3 separate regions of the Mus musculus genome follow, and all the other regions are linked to region 3. A link is a contact called in public Hi-C data. All regions are on one chromosome and are shown on one strand. The core of a region is the stretch at or near the end of the contact, and the rest is flanking DNA. Distances in the headings are between cores, read along the strand shown. Region 1 holds the start of Mysm1 (myb-like, SWIRM and MPN domains 1). Region 2 holds the start of Caap1 (caspase activity and apoptosis inhibitor 1). Region 3 holds the start of Rraga (Ras-related GTP binding A).

The links. A called contact is a pair of places that touch in the nucleus more often than the background predicts.
Region 1: a contact with region 3 is called in a Hi-C map of regulatory T cells, with 12 times the contacts expected there. The contact joins the promoter of Mysm1 here to the promoter of Rraga in region 3. A contact is called at or near these places in 2 of 484 Hi-C or Micro-C datasets (CD4 T cells and regulatory T cells).
Region 2: a contact with region 3 is called in a Hi-C map of B cells, with 5 read pairs. The contact joins the promoter of Caap1 here to the promoter of Rraga in region 3. A contact is called at or near these places in 2 of 484 Hi-C or Micro-C datasets (B cells and regulatory T cells).

The regions. Positions count from the first base shown.
Region 1 is chr4:94,977,377-94,980,455 of GRCm38.p6, reverse strand. It overlaps Mysm1 (myb-like, SWIRM and MPN domains 1), which reads left to right and starts at 1,356. Exons shown (of 20, transcript NM_177239.3): 1 at 1,356-1,452. The coding sequence starts at 1,391. It overlaps Gm12694 (a long non-coding RNA gene), which reads right to left and starts at 1,335. Exons shown (of 3, transcript XR_867913.3): 1 at 680-1,335.
Region 2 is chr4:94,555,353-94,558,241 of GRCm38.p6, reverse strand. Caap1 (caspase activity and apoptosis inhibitor 1) reads left to right here and starts at 1,446. Exons shown (of 6, transcript NM_026368.2): 1 at 1,446-1,780. The coding sequence starts at 1,538.
Region 3 is chr4:86,574,243-86,577,161 of GRCm38.p6, reverse strand. Rraga (Ras-related GTP binding A) reads right to left here and starts at 1,489. Exons shown (of 1, transcript NM_178376.3): 1 at 1-1,489. The coding sequence starts at 1,243. The coding sequence ends at 302.

The sequences.
Region 1 (3,079 bases), core at 107-2,606, 8.4 Mb before region 3:
TGATCGACCAAGGCCGGAGAACATAGAACAGAGTCCGGAGAGTGACTTTTTAGGGGAATTACATAGCATATTTAAAGGATGAAACCATAAAGTAAGGGAGGGCAAGCAGGGTAGGCTGTAGCTTCGGCCAATCATATTTTGACCATAAAGGGTTGAGCATGCGAATTTCCACCAATCAGAATAGGAGCTGGTTCCTGGGCCTGGGAACAAGAACTTAGTTTGACCCTACAGCAAGCTGGAGAGTGTCCTTGAGATGGCTGGACTCAAACTGCTGTCTCCTTACAACTTTCCCTGAGATGACTGGACGCAGACAATTGTCTCCTTCTAAGTTGTCTCTGAGATGGCTGGGCTCAAATAGCTGTCTCCTTACAACAGAAGCTCCCCCAGGGCCTGGGACCTTGAATTTAGTTTACCCCTATGATTAAATGAAGCCTGAAAACGACATGGTAGTACTTAAAAAAAAAAAAAAGAACAAGTTTATTTTGCGGGGCGTGGTGGCGCATGCCTTTAATCCCAGCACTTGGGAGGCAGAGGCAGGTGGATTTCTGAGTTCAAGGCCAGCCTGGTCAACAGAGTGAGTTCCAGAACAGCCAGGGCTATACAGAGAAACCCTATTTCAAAAAATCAAAACAAAACAACAACAAATCAGGTTTATTTTGCTGGTTCCCAATACACTTACCTGTCCAACACAGCTTCTACTACGTGAGACACTGTGCTGAACGCAGGCAGTGTAAGGACTACCAGACAGGTTTTATCCTTAAAGAAGTCACAGTCTGATCGAGAAGACAATGAGTCATGGATTCTAACTGTATGAGAGACAGATTTGAGGGCAGAAAAATGCAGAAGCAAGACTCTGATTTCTTGGAAAACCGTTAAGTTCTTTGCTTCACAGATTCCCAGCAATGATTTGTATGTATATGGCAAACACTCAGGGCAGAGTTTAAAAGATCAATCTACCAAGCTCTCTGTTTGAACAATCACGTCAGTTTTCTGAGTCTATTTACTTATCCATAAAATAAAATCCGTGAAACCTGCATCCATTCCACTGGGTCATTCTAATAATTCACGGTGGCGGGCGGGGCGGGTAGGCGCGCGCGCGCGTGTGTGTGTGTGCGAAAATGAACCAGAGACAATGGATGCCACAAAGCAGGGTCTCTCGCCTGAATGGAAAAAGATCTGCTGTGAGTTAGCCCACGTAAGACGTGAGAGAAGTGAGATAACCCATGCGGTCCTTGGGGAAGCAGCTTTCACGCAGTCTCCTGGTCTTACTCGCCGGAGTTCCCCGGAAGTGCGCCACGCCAAGGCCCCGCCTCCGGCCCTGGGCCCGCCCCCGGTCCCGCCCCGCCGCATCTCGCGGGATCTCGCGAGTACGCCTGCGTCAGGTGCAGTCATGGAGGCGGAGGAGGCGGATGTGGATGTGGAAGGAGATGTTGCGGCGGCTGCACAGCCGGGGTGAGGCGCGGAGCGGGGTCCTGCGGGCCGGGCTGTGCTAGGCAAGGGTCGGAGGATGCGGTTGGCCGAGGGTCCGTGTGGACGGCGTCGGGACCCGGGGTGCTCCCAGCCGGAAGTCGGCCGGGTCCGGGAGTGGACCCGGTGCCCCAGGTTGCACTGTTTATCTCCACTTTCTGGGCTGCGATGGACAGTGTTTAATTCGGATTCCTACCTGCATTCGCGCTGTCTCAGGCGCCTCACAGCATCTTGAACACTGGCGTCTAATTTAGTCCTGCGCCCGCTAGCGACCTGGTCCAGTCGTTTGATTCCTCCTTCTCAGAGCAAGTTGTTGAAAACTTGGGGGAAAGGCAGCTTACCCTAAAGGATCCAGATTTTAGAGTTGGACAAGTCATGTTTGCCTTTTGCTTTTGCTCTTCCTGTTTACTGTCACTCTGACCGTGATCAAGGCATTTGAGGCATTTCCAAGCAAGGCTCCGCTTGCTTGGAAACCAAGAATCACTTGTCGATCTTACTGTTGTAAGCATCGAATGAAATAATTCTGAGAGATGTTTTAGCATATGGAGAATGCTCGGCAGATGTTTTCTTTGCTGTGTTAGGATAATGTAGTGAAGACCCAGTTAGGGGTGTCATGCCAGTGCCTGCAAGGACGGGCAGTGTGATTTTAAACTGAACCTGATTTGACACGTGCCTTTAGGAGGACGCGGTATCCCTCCTTTTAAGTAATGGGGGCCAGATAGGACCTCCTGTAGAAGCCAGGTACATTACTTGTAACTTGTCAGCGACTTCGTTAGAATTCTGCTGAAGTACATACTATTACTAGTACTGCTCCATTTTCAGCCCATATAGTTCATTTGACAGGAGGGCTGCTCCACTGTAGACTGCCAGTCCTCCTCTATAAGGCACCAGAATAAGAAGCATTTTAAAATAGCCAGTGAGTTCTTAAAATGTGATGAAAATGAGGGGTAGTTAACTTCACATAAATATTTTCTCAAAAGTTCAAAAGTTACGTGGATAGCCTGAGATAGCAATAACTCTACACCAGTGTGATATATCAGACTTGAGCAAGTGCTTGTGATGTTTGAGAATCGGTGACCTCAGTGGGCGAGGGCAGTTTGGAGTTCATAAAGGAATTCACCTGGTGTTCAGTGACCGTCACCTGAAAGCATTGGCTCTGTGCCTCTCTCAAGGGTTCGTTTTAACTTTCCTGGTTGTGTTTAGTTTTTCATCCCTTTTTCTTGTACCATTTTCTTGACACTTGAGACTACTGGTGGCATGTTGTAATGTTAACCTCGTATGTTAGGTCTCAAAGGAGAGACAAATGATTACCTGAGGTGCTGTATTACAGTGGAACTGGCCTCCAGGTTCTTAAAGCATCCTTCAGTCTTGCCTGTTGCAGGGTATGGCTGGCATACCCTGCCTCCTACCCTATTTTCTTTAGCCCTGAAGTTAGTCTGCCCTTCCCCCAGCTGCCCTTCTCTATATAATTCAGCCATTTTGGCTATCTGGCCCTTTTGGTCTGTCCTTTACTCTATTGGCCTGTCTCTTGGCCCAGGCAGCCTCTCTCTGTTGCAGCTTCTCTCTGCATTCTCTTTACATGGCCCAGTTCAGGGTCATATTCTCTCTGGAT
Region 2 (2,889 bases), core at 197-2,696, 8.0 Mb before region 3:
GGGAAGCAGGAAGATCAAGTGTTCAAGCCTAGGACTGGAGAGATGGCTCAGCAGTTCAGAGCAATTATTGCTTTTCCAGAGTTCCTGGGTTCCGTTCCCAGCATCCATATGGTGGTTTACAACCATCAGTAATTTTTTTTCCAGGGATTCAATGCCTTCTCTTGGTCTCTGAGGGCACCAGGCAGTGGTGTGGTACACATGTCTATATGTAAGTCAAAACATTCATGTACACAAAATAAATACATCAATCTAAAAACAAATGAACAAACCAACCAAACCCTAAAAGAAACAGTTCAAGGCCATCCTTAGCTGTACGTGTGGCAGGCCAGTCTAGACTCGGAGAGAACCTGCCTCAAAACAACTGTGAATAAAAACTCCTGAAAAGCTGCGTCCGGCTGTGAACAACAATAAGCCTGGAAAAAAAAAAACAAAAACAAAAAACAAACAAACAAACAAAAAAACAAACCTGGAATGAGTCTGTGTCTACAGAGACTGATGGATGAATTAGAATTTCAGTACTGTGAAGAGGTTGGAATTTTGTAAGTTCACAGGCTAATTACTTCATCGTGGGCTATTTTAGCCTCCAGGAACAGCCAGCCATTCCTTGCCCCACTGTGTATCTATCTGTGACTAAACTGATTCGACCGCTCCATGGTATAGGTAAAAAGGTTTTTATTGTAGAGAGAACAGCCAGAGGCATCTGTAAGAGTTCACAGGGAAGAAAGAAGGCTGAACATGGCCAGGGCTATCTGTTTCTTGCTTTCTTTTTTCTTTTGTTTTTGTTTTTGTAGACAGGGTTTCTCTGTGTAGCCTTGGCTGTCCTGGAACTCACTTTGTAAACCAAGCTGGCCTTGAACTCAGAAATCCGCCTGCTTCTGCCTACCAAGTCCTGGGATTAAAGGCGTGCGCTACCACCGCCGGGCTACTAAACTCACATTGTTGAACACTGAAATACTATAGGAACTTGTCTTCCTTCTGACATCCTTTCCATTCCTTTAAAAGTAACATGAAATCATGCTACGAAATTAGTTTTAATGATACAAAATACGGAAGCATAAGACTGTTATTTTTGCACAAGTCCTTAAAGTGTACAAAAAAAAAAAAAAAAAAAAAAAAACCCTGCTCAAATGAGGTCGTAGTGAGATGAAGCAATTTTTTTTATTCTGAAATTCTTTTTATTGTTATATCGTTGAATCAAACGAGGGAATCGAAGGTAGAAGAAATTGGAGACTCAGCAACTTTAATTTTACCTTCCAACGTACTTGTAAGCTGAGAAACACTGAAAGGAATTAAATCTTCCCAGAGGTTGGGAAAAAGCAAACAGATCCGTTGGACCACACGTCACCTTTTAAACTCCAGACAACCTCAGCAGCTGGCACAGCGCATCCGAGCCCCGCCTCCAGAAGCTACGCGTAGTAAAACGCGCCGGGACCGGAAGTGACGCCAAGTCTGCGACAGCAGCGCCGGCCGCTACGGAAGCGGGGTTCTGTTGCTGCAGAGACGGTCGGCTGTCGCCGATGGTTGCAGCGCGAGGACCATGACGGGGAAGAAGTCTTCCCGAGAAAAGCGGCGCAAGCGGAGCGGGCAGGAGGCAGCCGCGTCGCTCGCAGCCCCGGACCTGGTGCCCGTGCTGAGCGGGAGCGCGGGTGGGTGCGGGAGCGGCGGCTGCTGCGGGGTCGCCGGCGGCGGGACGAGTGTGGCGGGCGGCGCGGAACGAAGCGAGCGCCGAAAGCGGAGGAGCACCGATTCGTCCTCCAGCGTCTCGGGCTCCCTGCAGCAGGTGCGTGCCTCGCCTCGCGCCGTCTCCCGGAGCTGCGGCCCCTCAGAAGAGCCGGGCTGCAGAGCCGCGCGGGCGCGGGCAGAAGCTCATTGTTAGTGCCGGGGTCCCTTGGGCCGCCGGTTCCGTTCTGAGTCCGTTTGAACTCTTCCCCATGTATTAAACTTTTAAGTTTCTGGATTTACTGATCAGTACTCCTTCCCCATTAAACTTTCGCGGTTTCTTTTACTTGTGGTTTCCCCGATCTCCGTAGAGGATCTGTGGGTCGGGAAGTAGTTACAAATGCCGGTGTAAGCACTGACCACCACTATTTAATAGATTCTGATTATTTTCACATTACACACACATTAAAAAAAAACCCACAACAACAAACACCTGAGACCCAAGTTCAGGAATTTCACCCACAGTCACAGTCGCAAGAATTTCGTAGTTCCTACATTTGAATTCAACAGCTGGGACCAAAATGTGTTTCTTATGCATCATCAACCTGCCGCGATACCACTATTTAAAACAGTAGTTTGTAACTTACTGTAAAACAAATGACTGTGTTCTTAAAATTCATCGGACACAGAATCAAGGCAGGAGTTCAACGCCCTTCGTAGTGCCTCTTGATATGCATACCTTCTGTGGATGAGTAGCCACTCTTCATTGTTTACTTTTACGAATGTAATTGGGTATATTCTCGCATTGAATGGGTCTCCTTCCATACATGGTGTGTTTTAGGTTTCCCAGTATACTCGTATCTCTATTGTAGAATATTTAGGTTTTCAGTTTTATTGATTTTTATATACAATACCAAATGGAACAAACTTGTCATAGATCTTGTGCAAGAGTTACGTAGACTTGGACTTACAGAAATGAAATTGCAGTGTCAAAAGTATATACGTTTAAAAAGGTGATGAATTCCACTTGCTCTGCATATCGGCACCATATGCTGTATTGACCAAATGCTTCATGCTCGAGCCACTTGGGCTTCACAGCACAAATGAACCAAACTCTATATATGTAAAGCCAAACTGTTCTCTTAAAATAAAACACACAGGAAATAGAACCAAATACTTTTAAAGCAAGACTTAACTGATTTATAGTTGAAATAGTATGGATATTCATGT
Region 3 (2,919 bases), core at 240-2,739:
CTTTAATACTCTATTATAACCAGGTAACCAGAACACACACACATACACACACACCCACCCACACCCCACCTACTTTAGTGTTAACACCACACTAACTTTTCATAAAGGCCGTCTTGAAGATCTCTACTTGATAGCTGAGTAAATAGCGTCCAATACTAAGACTAGGGAAGAGATGAGATAGTAAGCACACGTTTCAAGCTCACTTTTAAGCACATGACATTATGAATATTAAAGACAAATGATGCAAAAAAAAAAAAAACACCGTAATTCAGCATTTTACTAAAGAGCATTTGGCATTATTTCAACGCATGAGGAGGCTGTGCTTGGGCCCATCTACTCTTTCTAGCTTCTCAAAGTGTTTCCTGGCATTACGAATGTTGATCAGAGTAGCTGCAGAAGGGATGGATGGATCTGACATGACCACCATCACGTACGTGTTTGATGTAAAGATGTCGATGAAGGCAGCGAAGTTAGAATTCCTCACTTCCATGCTCTGGAAAGAAGCGGCCAATTTACTGCAGCTCAGCTTAAACTGCTTGATGATGTTGCTGATCTTCTCAAAGCGGTGCACATCTCGCTGCTCTTTGCACTGGTAGTGGGAAATCACCAAGAACGTAGCTCTCTCGAACAGCAGAACTTCATCAGCCTCAATAATCTGGGCAAAATTCCTTAGGTTCATCTCCAGCTGCTGAACGTTGGGGATCAGCTGATAGACGATGCTGGACCAGGCTTTGTAGAGCGTCTCATCCCAGATGGACGTTCGAAAACAAGCGCACTCCAGCGGGCGAGACAAACGCCTCAGGTCTTCCTCTCGCTCTTTAAAAATCAGGTCACGTTGATCTTCCTGAACCAGATCCATTTTGTGCACCAGGCAGAAGATTTTGGCGTCAGGTGAATTCTGGAGGATGGCTTCCAGACACGATTGGTAATAATGCATATCTTTTTCCAGTTCGCGGCTCTCTACGTCAAACACGTATATCAGAACCTCCACATTACGGAAGATGTTGTCCCGCTGGCTGGTGAAGTAATTTTCCATAAAGGTGTCCTGGCCGCCACAGTCCCACAGGTTCAGCACCAGGTTCCCCAAGAATCGGACGTGGGAGTGCTCCACGTCGATGGTGGCACCCAGGCGCCTAGTGTCGCGCGCAATATAATTTGCAAAGATGATCGACCTCATGCTGGTCTTCCCCGACCCGCTCTTTCCCATCAACAGCACCTTTTTCTTCATGGCTGTATTGGGCATCACCTGCCGGCGTCGCCACGGACTGGGCCTGAGGCACGGCCTAACGGCGGACCGACCAAGGATGGGGACGGCGGGACACCGAGCACCGACCGGCAGCGGAGGCCGTGCACGCGAGCTGGGGGCAGGAAAGACCGCGGCGAGGCGAGGTCTCAGAAAACAGCGCCCGAGGCAATGGCCACAGCCGCTCCGAGCTAGCGAGAGCAGACCAGTGATGTGATCAGCTTCGGCCCGGCCGCCACCCACTTCCCGCCGGCATCTCGCGAGAACTCCGAGGGCCTGCCGCCACCCACTTCCGGTGGCGACATCGCGAGAACGTCGGCTACTCCTTTGAGACCCTTGGAATTCTAAGAAACTGCTTCTTCCATTGCAATCTAGCGCACAGCGAGTTAAAATGAAAGGGCGAGCCCACGCTGGGGTTTTGTTCTGCTTGGGTTGCCCTGGGTCTTTGCAGAAGGGGTCGAGTGAACCTGGGAGGGAGAATGCTGCCCCCGCGTGGCCAAAAGTCCTCACACGCCCACTGCCATTATCACCTCAGAGAGATAATAGTGCTGTAGGCTTGACAATCAGGCAGGTAGAGGAGCGGGGATGACAAATGAAAACCAGCAGAAAGAGATTTCGAAAAACTAATTGCCCAGGGCTAGGCAGTTCCTTACCAGGGAGACATCCTGATTCCTTGTTCTTTTTACCTCAGCTTGAGAATGTGTAATTAGAATCCAAAACTCGAGTAGAGGGTAATATGGAACACCATGCAATAGCTTCGTCCTCACGGTTACCGTGTGAACAACTGTTTTCAAACCTGAGGGGGTTAACGAGTCTGAGTGCCTTAGAAGGTCTGCTCACTTAGCCATAGGCCACATGGCCTCAAGCCTTTAAGAAGAGATAAGCAGTGTCATCCAGTAAGTTGAGGCTGAGTCAGTAGAATTACCAGGGCACGTCATATTCCTAAATTAGGACACTGCATCCTTATTGTAAAGCCCTTTCCAGGTTGTATACTACACTGTACCAATGAAGACATTTTCTCACTTATTCATTCAAAAATTGGATGTTGGGGCTAGAGACATAGCTTATCATTTAAGCCATGGTCTCCCGCACAGATATGGTGCACACACACACACACACACACACACACACACTGCTCTTCCAGAGAACCTGGGTTTGCTTCCCAGCACCACTGTGACTCCTTGAAACTGTAACTTCAGTCCAGGGGATGATGCCTTCTTTCAACCTCTGTGGGCACTGCATGCATATGATGCATAGACACACAGGCAAAATATGAATTTACATAAATAATGTTTACAATATGCAAGAAAATTCAAAAGTGGGCTGGCAAGATGGCTAAGCGGGTAAGAGCACTGACTGCTCTTCTGAAGGTCCTGAGTTCTAATCCCAGTAACCACATAGTGGCTCACAACCACCCCGTAATGAGATCTGATGCCCTCTTCTGGTGTGTCTGAAGACAGCAACAGTGTACTTATCTATAATAATAAATCTCTGGGCTGGAGTGAGCAGAGGTCCAGAATTCAATTCCTAACAACCACATGAAGGCTCACAAGCATCTGTGTAGCTACAGTGTACTCATATACATAAAAAAAGACAATTTAAAAGTAATCATTGTTGCAGGATATTTGATCACACTGAACCCTGAGAGTGTATTGTTTACTAAAAGACAAACAAAA